Linked DNA regions of Mus musculus: region 2 is linked to region 1. Evidence: chromatin contacts called from public Hi-C data. All regions are on one chromosome and are shown on one strand. The core of a region is the stretch at or near the end of the contact, and the rest is flanking DNA. Distances in the headings are between cores, read along the strand shown.

Region 1 (7,570 bases), core at 4,058-6,557:
TTATACACATGGAGAATCAGGCCTTTTGGTGCCAAGATTGTACATGAAATGCTTGGATCACTTGGAGCCCAACTGGCATCTCAGAACATTCCAAGTTTTACGGCCCCCTGAAGAGCTCTGACCTGTTGCCCAGAGTCAGGCTCCATATCAAAAGAAGTGTCTTGTTTTTACCAGTCTGTTCTGTTCTCCTTTCCTACCTCCACAGTGCAGCTTGGGGCTTGCACTCTCATGTCAGTACACTTGCAGCTGTCTAGGGCACTGCTTTACTGCCCATCGTGGAATGCATGCCGAATACAAACCATCATGATATGAAATAGGCAATCTTGTGTGCTTTTCAGGCTACTCAGATGTTCAAACACATATAACTAACCATCAATATAGGAAATTCTCCTCTAAGTAGTTAGCCTATTCCAGTTTGTGACTTTTCAACTTGGAGAATGATCCTTCTTTCTCTCTGTGTGCCATTCAGAACAACTTCTCCTTTATTGCATTTAGAATGGTGTAGCTGAAAGGCAATAAGGGACAGCAATATCATAGAGTGGTTCACATTACACTGAATTTTATTGTAGCCTGACATTGGGAGTGAACCTTTGGAATCTTTGAAGGCAGCATAAAGGCAAAGCCTGCTTTTTAATGGACTAGAGAAAAATATTCTGACATAGTGATAAGTGAGGTGACTTCTAGAAATCATGACTTGGAAGCACTTTCTGAACAAAAGCTATTTCTGTTGTCCCAATTCACAGGATGATATTAAAACAGCCTGCCATGGGCCAGAGCTCCTAAATCCCACCTTCTAAGGACAGGGATTCATTTTAAAAGAAATACTGTGATCTATAACCCTCCTGAATTCCAGATGAAAACACTTGTCTTCCATTTTTCTCTGGTTCTTCTCCTAAACGGTTACTTCAAAACTATTAACTATTTGGTACTGTTACCATACTCACTTTAATCTTTTGGCTTTCTAATTGTAAAGTGAACACACATTGTTCATTTATAATGGCTTTATAAATGTCTTAATTATCTTTATTTTCCCAAAACAACACACCCTCTTTTTCATAATTTTCTGCCCCAGATATACTTAGAGTTATATGTTCTTTAAAAGAAACTATAATGTATATGTATTTTTAAACTACTATGAGAATATTGGGTTGAATAGTGTCCTTCTCTCAGATTATTATGGGTTAAATTAGAAGGGAACACACTTGATGTGCCTGAGCACTGCTATTTAATTAATACAAACCAAACCATTTTTCCCCCTCTTTCCTGTCTTCTTGGCCACTTCTGTGTCCTTTTCTACATGTTTCCCCAACTAACCTTTTCTGTTGTTATGCCTGGCACATAGTAGGTCCAGAGTCAATATTTGTGTGTGTGAATGAATGAATGAAAGAAAGACTCTAAGGCTACAAGAGCTTCTTGGTTCACTTAAGTCCACTGGCTTTCAGCAGCATTCAGTGTATAAACTGGATGTGTTGTTGACAACTTTCTTCACTCTTTGTGTGCATAAGCTAAGAATAAACAGCACTGAGGGGAAGGGAGTGCTTCACTCGCTGGGTGACTTACACCATCATAAACTCACCAAAGTGTACCACACAGAGCCAGTGATCACAGAAGGCCGGCAGCCCAGGCCCTGTCATTAAATATAGAAGCCCGTCTTCACTCTTTTTGTCCAAACAGACTCTATGTATTTTGGAAATTTCCACCAAGTTTCCTCTGTGTCGCTCCTTTTCGCAGGATGCTTAGATGAGTGTTTCACAAGAGTGAATATGGTCAGGGAACCTGTAAAGTGATGTATGTACATTCTATCATGTAAGAACTGCGTAGTGTTAATGTTTCTTAATCATACCTATGTCTCTGAAAATTGTTTTCCCTAACAGTCTTCCAGTGAGTTTTCTGTTTGAAACCATTAGGTTTTTGGAATGAACGTACCAAGTACAAAGCATATTCAATTTGTACTCACAGTGCCAAGACATTGCAACCTTTGAGGTTTTTTTGGTAAGATTTGAACTTAGCAACTACATGACAGCAACTACATGTACTGATTGGAATGGATAACTTACCATGCTCCGACTTTTACCTGAGTACCAATAGCAGTCATGTAGTAGCTTGTTAGGATAATAACTAAGAATTATTGGAAATGCTTCACATTCAAATTCCTGTTGCTTTTATTGGTGAGTCACCATGCATGCATGTGCATGTGCTCGTGCATATACATGAGAGCACATACATGTGGGTATCAGGTACTGCTTTGTTTTGAGGTGTTTAATGTATAAGACCATGTGTCCAGTACTGAAAATTTTTCATTATTTTTAAACTTAAAATTTAAGTAAGTTGTTGTTCAAGTTATAATTAAGTTATTAAGTCTAGAGTGATTAAAAACCCTAGGATTGAAATAATTAGGGCCGTAGTCTTTAGAAGTCATGGCATTGTGAGAATTTGAATGCTAGTTGGTGGGATATTATATGAAATGAAGAATCCTGCTAGGGTGCTCCAAATGCTAGACGTTTCTTCAAAGGCAGAAACATGCTGAGATGTAACAGTGAAAGTTGGTTGTCATAAATCACAGTCTGACCAATCTTTCCCCTTTTGAGTAACATTGTATGTTTAGGGAAATTGTTGTAAAGGTGATAACATCCATAGCTTTTCTACATTAGTGTATACTAATCTGTACTAGTGAGAATAAACTTATGCTCCTTGTTATCCGGAAAAGCTAAGGGTATTCAGGTTATTGCTTTTATTCAGAAAACAACAAGCATGTGTGGAAGTTATCTGGGCTTTGTAAAATATAGTTTAATGTAAGGTTAAATTTCAGAAGTTTAAGATATAAACTAGTGTCAAAATTGAAATGTTTTTCAATGGAAAATTCATTGCTGGTCAACTTGAATTTCTGTTTCAATGTGTATATTTTGACTTTAGAAATAGGCTAGAGGTGGTCAGGCATGCACTTTTTAATAACGCCTTACTTACCTGAGTACTGAAATTTCTGAATTGCAGTTCTCTGGCAGACAATGTAAGGGACGTAAATAGCTACTTTCCAGCAAGAATCATATCAATCCATGTTAGCATAGACTCTTTATAGATTTAGATCTCCATTTCTGTCTCAGAGCAGACTGGAGAAAGAATGTGAAATGCTACTGGACACGGATATAGCAATAGCAAATCTCACCCAAGACTCCTGCACAGAAAGAGAAGGCAAGAAAGTAAGATGTAGGCATGTGGTACAGGATATCCATAGTAACGCATGGTAAAAAAGGTAATTTTACCTTTTACACCTTATATTTGTAGAGGTAGGGATATATACATCTTAGAAGCAAGTAGAAATGGTTAAATTAAACATCTTTATTAGAGAAAATTCAGATCCGGGAATGGATCACTAAAGCAATAGTTCTGTATGTGTAATGTAAGACTGTGTTTAGCCATTCTGAAAAGACGACCTTCTTCATGTTTATTTGCCATAGAGTCTATGGCTTTTCTAGACTGAATCTCAAGATGTGTTAAACCTATAAGTCAAAAGCATTGCTGATAGTTTGTAAAGGAACAAGAGTATAAAAATTTACAAATTTGGCATCTATGAAAATAGACCATAATCCCACAAATATAAAAACACATTGATAGCGTGGTCACTATTATTCTGATGGTATAATATAGGTAAAGTTTTATTAAATTACTGCAACAGGAAAGCATAGCTTCTGAAGGGAGAGTTCAGGGACTCTGTGAGTATAAAGTCAGGATTTTGATGTTTCCTTGACAGAAGTTACTATGTATATAATATTTTAAGATATAGGGTTTATTTATTTTTCTTTCCATATGACAAGAGCCATCTTTAGTTCTAATGTTTGCATAAGGTGAGGAAGAAATTAGAATTGATCCAAGGAGAACTACAACTCAGCAACATGACATTTTCACTCTTCTTTCAAATCCTTGCAGTTTGAAAACTAAGTACTTTTGCAAACAAAATAGCCCTACCAGTTCATGGAGTAGTGGAAATCAAAGAGATAGAAGGAACCACACAAGGCTCCTCCTTTTCCCTTTCTTCAGATTTGGGCATGGGTTACTGTGGTCAAAGTGTTGTAAAAGGGTTTGATTGAAACTATTCTATGCTTGCTTCCCAATAGAGAATTCAATTAATGTCAGTAACATCACTATAGCAAAATAAAAAAAAATATAGCAAAATTTTGGATAACCTGAAAAGGGTATCACATGGAGAATGTACCAAGGATCATAAAAACCTTGCATACTTAGTCCCTCAAGTTTATCATCTTTGATAGTGCCCTTTGTAGTGCCAAATCACTAGTCTTATGGACTGTGCAGAAATTGGCCATCAAAAGATTTTCCTAAAGCAAACTGATGCTGTCAGCCCATGCTATCCAGTCTGTGTTTGAATTCACTGTCAAATGGCATGATATTTTTATGGTTTTGAAAAAAATGTCTATTGAGAAGGCAACTGCATAGTAGGCTACCCTCCCTGCTTGACCCCATCTTAAGATTTTTATTGCCTGAACTGGCACCAAAGAAACTTCTTGAAAATAACACATTCCTTGTCCATTCAGTGGTTAATGATGCTTAAAAAAATCAGTTTGTGACTGTGACCTAAATCATGCCAGAAGCTATAAAGTCATGGGTCTCTTTAAGTTTGAATATGGCCCACATGCTTTACACCACTACACTGACCCCATAATACTGTTGGTTAGTGTGAACACACACACACATGCACTCACACACATGCACACACACACACACACACACCACACTCACACACACTAATACACATGCACAAGCACACACTCATACACACAGGCACTCACACACACTCACACACATGTACAAACACACACACATACACATGCACAAACACACACACACACACACACACACACACACACACACAAACACACACTAAATGACTTGATAAAAAGAAATGGTATTTTTCAGACTTCCAGGTTAAAGAAAAGGTTCATGAAAGAGATGTAAGTGAACTTTAAGCCAAACATTTGTTTGGCTTTGCGGCAGCAGGCTGAAGGAATGTAAACTTTTTTTTTTTTCAATGACTTCAGCTCCTAATTTGAAAGCTAGGATTTTTAGGAGTGAGCAAGAGACTATATTTGGCCAAAAAATTCTGCTGGCTTTACTTAGCCAATCTGCACATTCAAAACAATACTTCTTTATCAAAAAAACAATAGTCTGTTTTATTCACAGCACATGTAGAATTTGGAACATTGACCAAATTCCACTTTCTTCTCTTGTAGTGTGTCTGTAACCAGCTAATGAGCTGCAACAGAGCCTGGCCTTCATTTTCAGCAAATTAAGTTCATCCCCAAAGGAATTGTGGTCTGGCTGTGGCACCAGTCCTAGGTATGGGTGGGATTTGTTTCTTCTACCAGTTGTAGGTTAGCCACATGGGTACGTGCTGTCGCACCACACAACAGAATCTTCTCTATAATAGCCAGTCTAAGTAGCCCTCTACCCCACAAAAGCAGATCCCATTTAATTTACTTTGTGTTTACAGCACTCCCTCTTAAACCGCATCATTGGCATGGCCTGATGTTTATACAACTTTTTATTTTAAACTATTTATTTAGAGTTGAGGCCTCAGTAGTACTCCCTGTCAGATCCACTGAGCATGCTCAGCTTCTGAATTCTGAATGCAAGTTGGGAAGAGTGATGTGGGTCTGTGGGATTTTTTTCTTGGGGTTCACTAAAGGACCAAAGGAAGGTTTTACGTGTGCTGGTAGAATTTGCAAGACAAACTGCTGCTAGGAAATTTAACACTCATGAATGGTGAACAGTCTCTGCCTATTGTATCTCCACATACTTTGACAAAAGATCTTAAAGTCAGATTTGAAACATTAAAACTTTAATTCAAGCTGGAAAAAGTGTTGCTCCAGACCCTGTAACATACAAAGATGCTCCAATTGTTGTAACGGAAGTTAGTAGTCAAATAGATACTTGCTAAAGAACATAGGAGAAAATTCATAATTTTCTGCCTGACTTCTGTTTTGGGGCTTTACTCCATGCTTTGTTTTTCATAACCTCACAGTGTTTATTTTAACTTTTAGCACAAGAACAGTGCTATAATATTTAAATAGGTCCTTTGTGTATATGTTACAGTTGTTAGCTTACTGTTTTTGTGGGACTCCTAACAGTCAGATGGGGCGTGTCTCTGACTCTTTGTCTGCTATTGGGACTCCTTTTTTTTCCTACTGAGTTGCCTTGTCTAGCCTTGATATGAGGGCTTTTGCCTTATCTTGTATCTTGCTTTGTCCTGTTCAGTTCTTATCTTTTGGAGGCCTGCTCTTTTTTTTTTTTTTTTTTTTCTGAAGTGGAGGAGGGGAAATTGGATCTGGTGGTGAGGGAATATTGTTGCAGGGAGTTGGGAGGTGAAAATTTAATCCAGCAACATGTCTGCTCTGGCAAAGGATTCCATCCAAAGACTTTCTAGGTCTATGTAATCCAATTGAAATACAGACACACCACATACCTTTAATCCCTCTGGTTTGAAAACAGACATGCCCATAGGACAAACCTTTAATCCCAAACAAGGCACATAAATTTGGTTTGGAGGTAGAAGGAAGCAGCCATGTTTGAAAGTTACTTCTAATTGAGGGGCATAAAAAATGATGGATCGACATTGACAGAATGAGCCAGAGAGAGGATAAGGCCAGCTTGTATGAGAACAGTATTTGAAAGAGAGGCTACTTAAGAAGGCAGAGGAGAGAGAAAGAGAGAGAGAGAGAGACAGACAGACAGACAGACAGACAGACACAGACAGACACAGACAGACACAGACAGACACACAGAGAGAGACAGAGAGAGAGAGACAGAGAGAGAGCCAGTTTTTACTTGGATGTTTTTTACAGAGACAGAATGCAGGCACAGGTGAAGATGGAATGAACCAGAGAAAGAGAAGGGGAGCCAGAAGATAAGAACAGATTGCAAGAGTTAATTTGAGGCCAAATAGCAGTTCAGTGAGAAGCTGAGAGAAGCCAGTTTGAATCAGCCAGCTTAGAGAGAAGTTTTGGCTAGAACAGCTAAGTTGCTACAGCCAGAAAGAGTTAGGAAAGAGAAATGGTGAGCTTAATCATCAGTAAGCATCTAAAATGACAATTACACCTGGGTAAAAATAGTTATTTTTACACTCTCCTCAGTCAAGGGCTGGTAAAATTGTCATTAGTTCATAAAATGGTAGCGTGCTGGGAAAGAAGAGATTGTAGATGCTGGCAACTGTTTGGACAGGATTCAAGATGATGCATGAACAGCGAGACAGCAGAGAAACATCTGAGGATGCTGAAACCACAGCTATGTGAGCACAGGACCCAGAGAATCTCCCTTAACCACATGCGCACATGGAGATGAACACAAAATGGGTCAGAATGCTGGTAGGATGTTGATGATAAGTCAAGATTCCTCCCCTCCCCTCCCCTCCCCTCCCCTCCCCTCCCCTCCCCTCCCCTCCCCTCCCCTCCCCTCCCCTCCCCTCCCCTCCTCTCCCCTCCCCTCCCCTCCCCTCCTCTCCTCTCCTTTCCTCTTCTCTCCTCTTTACCTCCTCTCTTCTTTTTCCAGTCCCTGTTATGAT
Region 2 (7,066 bases), core at 1,412-3,911, 190 kb before region 1:
AAAAGGATGGCAAAGTAGCTAATGCCAGTATTTAACTCCTAATAGCCAGGAGGTAAAGGATGCTTACGCTCAAAATCCTGGTATTTTAAATTTTGAAAGAATAAGTGTCTTACTATTTAATAGCTAAAGATGCATTTTTGTGTTTCTATTTTAGAGTAAGTTCAGTCTTAATATTTAAAACATGGTCTTTAGGTAAAAGGTGGGGACAGAGGAAAAAGGCCTACAAAAACCAGCTATGCTTTCCACAGGCTGTCAATGATCCTAGAAATTAATGGTGTTTAAGCATAATCAGTACCCTCATTTATTGAGGTAAGTTTTAAAATCTTTCTGTTTGATCACAGCTAGCACCTTTCACTGAGGTAGTTCTGTTATCTTCCCGAGCATGCCCTTCAAGGGACGAGTCCTTCCCACTTACCAACAGCAGATCCACATCCTCAGACTGAGAGCATGGGGAAGGAGGGAAGGAGTTTATTAATTAGTGTCTGTAAATATTTATAACTGTGAAAATCTTTCTAGCAAAAGGAGATGCATCTTCTGATAGACGCAACAGTTTAAACAGCTTGGCACACGGGATGCCAAAGACAACTCCTTAACAAAGACATTCTTTGTTTCTCTTAGTGAGGTGTTCCTTGTCTCAAACCTGAAGACTGTCTATCTTGTTTGCAGCACAGGTCATTGTCTCTCTGTTTACTGTTGTGCCCCATACTTTGATAAAAAGATAATAGGAATCTACTTTAAACCCTACTTGCTAGAGGAAAAGGGAGTCATACATGACGAGAGTGAGAGCGAGAGAGAGAGAGAGCGAGAGAGAGAGAGAGAGAGAGAGAGAGAGAGAGAGAGAGAGAGAGAGAGAGAGAGAAAGAGAGAGAAGAGAGAGAGAAAGGGGGGGCTGATCCATGGGAATGTGTCAGTTTTAAGGGATATGGGATAAATGTGATGAGAGACACTGTGTGCCCTGCCTGACCCACACTCACAGCATCACTGTGGGAGGTTTTATTTCTTAGACTCAGGCTTTTCTAAAGGAAATGTCACATGTTATTTGATTTTAGCTAAATGCACAAAATGAATATATAATAAACAATCAGTTCACAGGACTATTTCACTCCTAGGCATGGCACAGAACAGAGAATTCTAAAACAAAGCAAAACAGAAGGAAATGTTTGTGGGGTAATTTAAATCTATCTGCTAAGTCTTTGCTATATATGTTCTCATTGTTAAGTTTTGCTGATTTGGAGAACACTCTGTCATCTATTGATCTATCTATCTATCTATCTATCTATCTATCTATCTATCTATCTTCTATCATTGTACCTACCTACTACCTATCTTTGTTTTTGGGCTTGATACCACAATATTCTTTTCATCTTATGCACAAGTCTCAGAGCAAGAAAATGATACAGCATGAGATTTTATATATGCTTAAGTTTACATTTCATATGTCTATATTTTCACTTAAAAGCTTCTACTACTTATTTTGGTTTAAAATGTAACATTGGTTCTCAAAATTTCTTGGGTTCTGAGAGTTAGATATTTTCATAAACTACAATAGGCAAAGATTAACTGAGACAATGCAAAGGCATATGATATATTAGATATTAAAGAAGTGATATGTAAGAAAGTATTCCCAATTAATGTAAGAAACCTCATTGAGGAATCAGTGAAAGTATTTTTCACTGTCAGTCAGCATTCTGAGAACATAAGTAGCTCAATAATGTAAAAATTCTCTCATGAAATACCCCACATAAGTATGGAATTCCTATGGAATATGATTTGATCAGGGTTAGAATTATTTTTCTAAGTATAAACGGACAGTCTTACGAAGGAATGTTTTTTCTTATTCTAGAAAGACTATCCAGAAGAAGGGTTTATTGGAATTTTTTAATATAGGAAAGGAAAATGCAAAATCAGTGACTACAACCCCATCAATACGATTAAAACATCCTCAGTCAGTGTTAATCGTCTGGGATGTCCTAAGAAATTCCTATCTAGACAATTAGTAGATACAGATAAGATATCATCAACATGTATTAAGAACAGAGCTGTGCATTACCACTGATGGCATCGTGTTCTTGCTGCCAGGTGGGATAAGAACGCGGAGATCTGGCTTACGATTATTCATTCCTAGATTCATAGGGGGAGGAGATTTGGCTTGTATATTCTTGTTCAGGTTACCAGGTGAGACCAGCAGGCCTGGTGAGTTCCGGGGGTTGCCGTATCCATTCCCTGTTAACACAAGAGATGACAAAACTCAGGGAGAAATCGAGGCGTGTGCATGTTTTTAAAGAACAGCTCATATGAAGATAAAAGGATACGCCTAGCTGTGAGTCATACAAATCAACACATGAAGGCTGACTGATTTAACTTCTGTGGGAAAGGCAGCTTGCCAGTTAATTGTTTCATATACCTCCAAAAGGATATTACAAACTTTTTATTTTTATAAGAAGAAAGCAAATCTTTAACTTGATCAGAAATCTGCATATCATATGTTTTTAAAATTTATTATTATTATCATCATTTGTTATTATTATTATTATTTTCTCCCCCTCCTCCACCCTCCGGAAGAGATTCAGACAGCCAGTTCAGGATCTAAGAAAAGTGCATAACTGATCCTGCACTTAATTGACGAGTTTGGCAGAGGCTGGCTGGAGTGACTCACTCTTCCAGTTCTTTGGTTTGGGTTTGATTCTGTGTGTCTGTGTGTCCTCAGATGAAGAAGGGGCAAGGCACCAAGGCTGTAATTTCTAGGGCGGGCGGGCAGGAGGAGGAAAAACTGCACGTACATTTTGCTCTTCAGTCTTCTCCACTCTAAGTGAATACTCTCTCTCCATGGCCTTTCTTACTTCAAGTTTACTCTCCTCACCAAGTTCAGCACATGGCCTGAAGCCTTGCACACTTCCTGCTCCTGAGAATCTTCAAAAGTGGCAGTCCTCAGGCACTGAAACCATGGTGCCTCCAGGCAAGTGCTGACTCATTCAGACACAGGGAGAGTTCACTAATCGCTAAGAATTAAGGCTCTTCCAGAATCTGATATTTAGCCTCCTACTAACAAAGTAGGTATTTGAAAGCCTCTGTTTTCCACTTTTAAAACGCACTACCCTCACTGATAGGAGCAGCTGAGGCGTTGGTTGGAAAGGCATCTTGAAGTGGAGTAGGAGCCAACCTGGGAAGCTATCTGTTGGTTTCCTGAGGGATAATAGGAGAAACCCACTGCTGGATTCAATAATGCTTCCTAGAAAACTAGCCAGTCGTCTTCCAAGTACCATTAAAGGAGATGGTTAATTTTATTGTTATATTCATTATTACCATCATTATAAAACACAACTATCTATTACTCTTAGAAGAAGGAGACCATGTGCTTCTCAGCAGGAAGGCAAAGGCAGCCTTGGAGGGCTCTGAGATTTCTTTGCAGTTAAGCAATGCACACTTATGGAACATGTACAAACAAAAAAAAAAAAACCAAGGGCAAAACGGTTGTAGAATAATATAGATTATATGTTATTCAATATCTATGGGAGAAGAGATTACCTAATGCAAGTTTAGGAAGAGGTAGGAACTAATGTGTATTTCAACAAATGAGAAGAAGAGGTAAGTTAGGCAGCTGACTTCGGTAACTGGGTAAGAGGCAGGCTGAGGGAGGATTTTACCCAGCATCTTTAAGAAAACTGGGAGGGATCTGCTTACAAAGGAGCCAGTGAAAACAGGGTTCTCTTCGTAGGTGCTCTTTGGAGAAGATGGTCAGTGGGGACTTCCAATTTTATGATGATATGTTAGAAGTAGAGACTACCCAGTTTCAGAACAGTGATAGAAACTGGTCCCTGAATGGTTAGACATCTGCAACACTGGAAAGGGTGGTCTTGGAAAAGCCTATGTGTATGGATCTTTCTTGAGTCTATGGCAATAGCTTCAGAAAGAAAACAAGGAGTTGGGAGGGGAACGCACAAGCATGTTTCAAAGAGATACTTACAGAAATGTTTTGCTATGCCAATACTAATTGTATGAAGTCATGGTTTCATTATGACATGCTCGCACACTTACACAATGCACTTCAATATATTCACCTTCTCTTGTTCCTTCTACCCCACGTTGGCTCCTTTCTTCCCAAACTGTCCCACTGGGGACTCTCTGAATTAAAATATATTTGGGTCATGTGGTCCAAAACACACTTATTCTTCATATCCAATTCATTTACCTGCTTTGTTTCATGAATAAATGAATAGGCTGAATATATAAAAACTCGCAAGGTTCAATCTTGCAACTGGATCATGGTAAAAATTAACAAGTATCTTGAGGCAAAATGAAAATAAAACAAATGAAACATCCCCAAAACAAGTGCCAACTACAAAGTCGTTGTTTAAGAAATTTGCACCGAATTTGAATACAAATTAGTCTTCTATAATAAAACATCAAGAAAAGTTGCTAAATTATAGCTAGGAAAATATGTCAAACCCCAAATTATCTGTTACAGTTAATTTGGACAGTGTTTGATGGTAAAAGTTCTTACTTGAAACAATACATTTACCCTTTCTCACTAAAAGAAATATAAACAAATCGTACTCTGTAAGAAAGATAATGGGTGAGTTAGGCTGCACAGAGGAGTTCTGTGTTTAATGGGTCTCCTTGGAACGTTATTTTGTGTTAGGGCCTTTAACAGAATTGTAGAGTCCCTACACGAAAAGGAAAGGAGGAGACCAAGATATCTGCAGCATGCATTCCTGCCTGCTGAAGTTTGAGTGCGCGCGCGCGCACACACACACACACACACACACACACAGACACACACACACACACACACACACACACACACACACAGACACACATCACAAACATGTTAACCCTCTGTGAGATCTGGTTTAAATAAACAATCAAATGGAAAGTTAGCCAAGTAATTTCAAAAGAAGAAGAAGAAGAAATGTCAGTTAAGCAGGGCAGTGAAGCCTGAAAGGATGAGAAACTAAAATCCTGCCTGGGTAGATGCTGGTGCTGGTTTGCATGGAGCAGTAATTCTGCTAAAAGGAAGTAAAACCACTTCACGACATGTGCTGTCCTAAGATAGGACAAGCACGGGGCCAGTGTGAGAAAGTGGAGAGCTTCACAGAGGCTGTGCAAAAAAAAAGTCTCTTCAAAAACATTTTCTATGGTAAACTCAGAGACAGTCCAAAAAAAGCCCCAGTCTTTCTGCCCACATTTTAAAACAGCGCTTTGGAGCGGCAGTGAGCAGGGGAAAAGGAAGCACACATACGTGGTTTTCCACTCAGTAAACACCTCAGAAGCAAAAAATGGAATCAAAAGCATTCTATGTCTCTCTTGAAATATGTGCTGCTATTTGGAAATTACACCATTTTAGAAGATTAGTTCCATAGTTTTAAGGTGTCATGTACATGTTAACCCTGTGTGAGATCTGGTTTAAATAAACAATCAAATGGAAAATTAGCCAAGTAATTTCAAAAGAAGAAGGATAAATGGCAGTTAAGCATGACATTTTTACACTTATATTTTCGGAGCATAAAATTATTTTTTATGAACAAATAAATGCTATTTTTTATGAGTGAATTTCTGCTATTTTTAGAATATTGTGCCAGCTAGCATTTTGGAGAAGTATAATAACCATTTCTGTTTCCAGCCACCAAATTGTTATTCTTTTGGCATAATATAGATTCAGGAATGTGAGACTGTGGACCCTAGACCAGTGATATTGAAACCTATCATTTGGAAGTCAATGATGAATGCATGTGTGTGGCTCATTGCTAAGAAGAGCCTGCATTTAAGTTGGCTGGGAAACCGCAGCCTCCTTTTCGCTCAGAATGCTTTGGCCTGTGTGGAGGCTGAGGGCCCACCTTAAGATAAATTCACCAGAGAGCATGGCCACACTTAACTTCAGGGACCCAGGAGGTGGGAAACACCACCTCTCGACAACCTTCTAATATACAGATTCAACTTTCTTGATGCTATGTTTCAAAATTATACTCTACTGGGACAATTATCAATTTAGACGTGACCGTATGCAGATGTCACATTCTTCTGACCACTTGAAAGGACAAAAATTATAACGTATGGTAAATGGATTTCCTGATTATACATTATAGGAAAATGAGGTACAGAGTGACTTTAGAGTTCAATGAAGCTTTTATAGTTTCATTTGATTAAAAATATTGTTTCTTATGAACCAATTTAGGCTTTTATGATGTAGTCACGTGAAGGATAACAGATTCTACCTCTGCTCCTACAAGTGTCTAATAAACAATGAAAGCAGTGTAAATAGTCAAGATTTCAAATATAGTGGTAATTTTTCCCCACAGTTAACTTAAAAGCACTTTTCTGCCTTTTCTACTTCATTTGATTTTACTCACTCCTACTTTAGGAAGCTGTAAATTTAGAGAACACCCTCCTGGCTGCAAACGTTATGAGGCAGGTTCTTGGCTTTGTTGCACAGTGCTCTGTTGAGCATGCTCTCCTCTGAGCCCATAGGGCCACAACTTTCTTGGACGCTTAGGCATTAGGAGCCTTGTCATTTATTCTTTGCTTGTTTTAACTTTCAATTATAAATAAAAGCACATAATATTTATAAGCACAAAGCTGAAGCTAATATTTGGGCTTGTTAATTCTTGCTCTCTTCCTTCCATCTCTATATTCTACAAGATACCAAATCTTGTCCAAATTTCTTATGAAAAAAAGGCTGCTTGCATTTTTTATTTTTAACCTTTTTTTTTTCTGTAGGCTTCAATCCCCATTTGACCAAGTCTTTCAAAGTCCTTCAACCATTCCTTATTTTCTGTTTGAAGGACTTCTCTCCATATCCTAAATTCAGCTCCGGTAAAGTCTGAGCTGTATGCAAGCTTCTTTGTACATGTGTGATGTTAGCTAGCACACTTGGGGACATCATTGTGTCTAGTTCTGATTCTCCAAGTACTGTTCAACACAGCTGAATCAGTATACCTGCCTGTCTCTCATGGCTTTCTATAGTCGACTCATGATGTCTAACCTAATTTCCAATGGCCTCCATCAGTCTCACATCCTCTGAACATGCCTGAGTCTTTGCTCTGTTAATTCAAGGACTGGCAGTGTTCAC

Evidence for each region. A called contact is a pair of places that touch in the nucleus more often than the background predicts.
Region 2: a Hi-C map of uterus shows a contact between it and region 1, with 4 times the contacts expected there. The contact joins two enhancer-like sites. A contact is called at or near these places in 1 of 15 datasets of contacts at CTCF or cohesin (large pre-B cells), 10 of 484 Hi-C or Micro-C datasets (the MC3T3-E1 cell line, bone marrow-derived DN2 thymocytes, bone marrow-derived macrophages and 5 more), 2 of 115 datasets of contacts at active chromatin or transcription factors (fibro-adipogenic progenitors and large pre-B cells) and 3 of 9 other capture datasets (adipose tissue, embryonic stem cells and liver).

The regions. Positions count from the first base shown.
Region 1 is chr13:83,459,493-83,467,062 of GRCm38.p6, reverse strand. No RefSeq gene overlaps it. Among named protein-coding and RNA genes, the nearest start is that of Gm33274, 17 kb to the right of the region's middle. Within about 2 kb of position 5,307, at least 22 of the 459 cell types and tissues checked have an H3K27ac peak or open chromatin away from gene starts, as enhancers often do. A contact at or near this core is called in uterus, where this site is marked.
Region 2 is chr13:83,647,971-83,655,036 of GRCm38.p6, reverse strand. Mef2c (myocyte enhancer factor 2C) reads right to left here. Exons shown (of 11, transcript NM_001347575.1): 7 at 2,051-2,223; 8 at 416-439. Gm52044 (a long non-coding RNA gene) reads left to right here. Exons shown (of 3, transcript XR_003950630.1): 3 at 1-7,066. Among named protein-coding and RNA genes, the nearest start is that of Gm52044, 11 kb to the left of the region's middle. Within about 2 kb of position 2,661, at least 46 of the 459 cell types and tissues checked have an H3K27ac peak or open chromatin away from gene starts, as enhancers often do. A contact at or near this core is called in uterus, where this site is marked.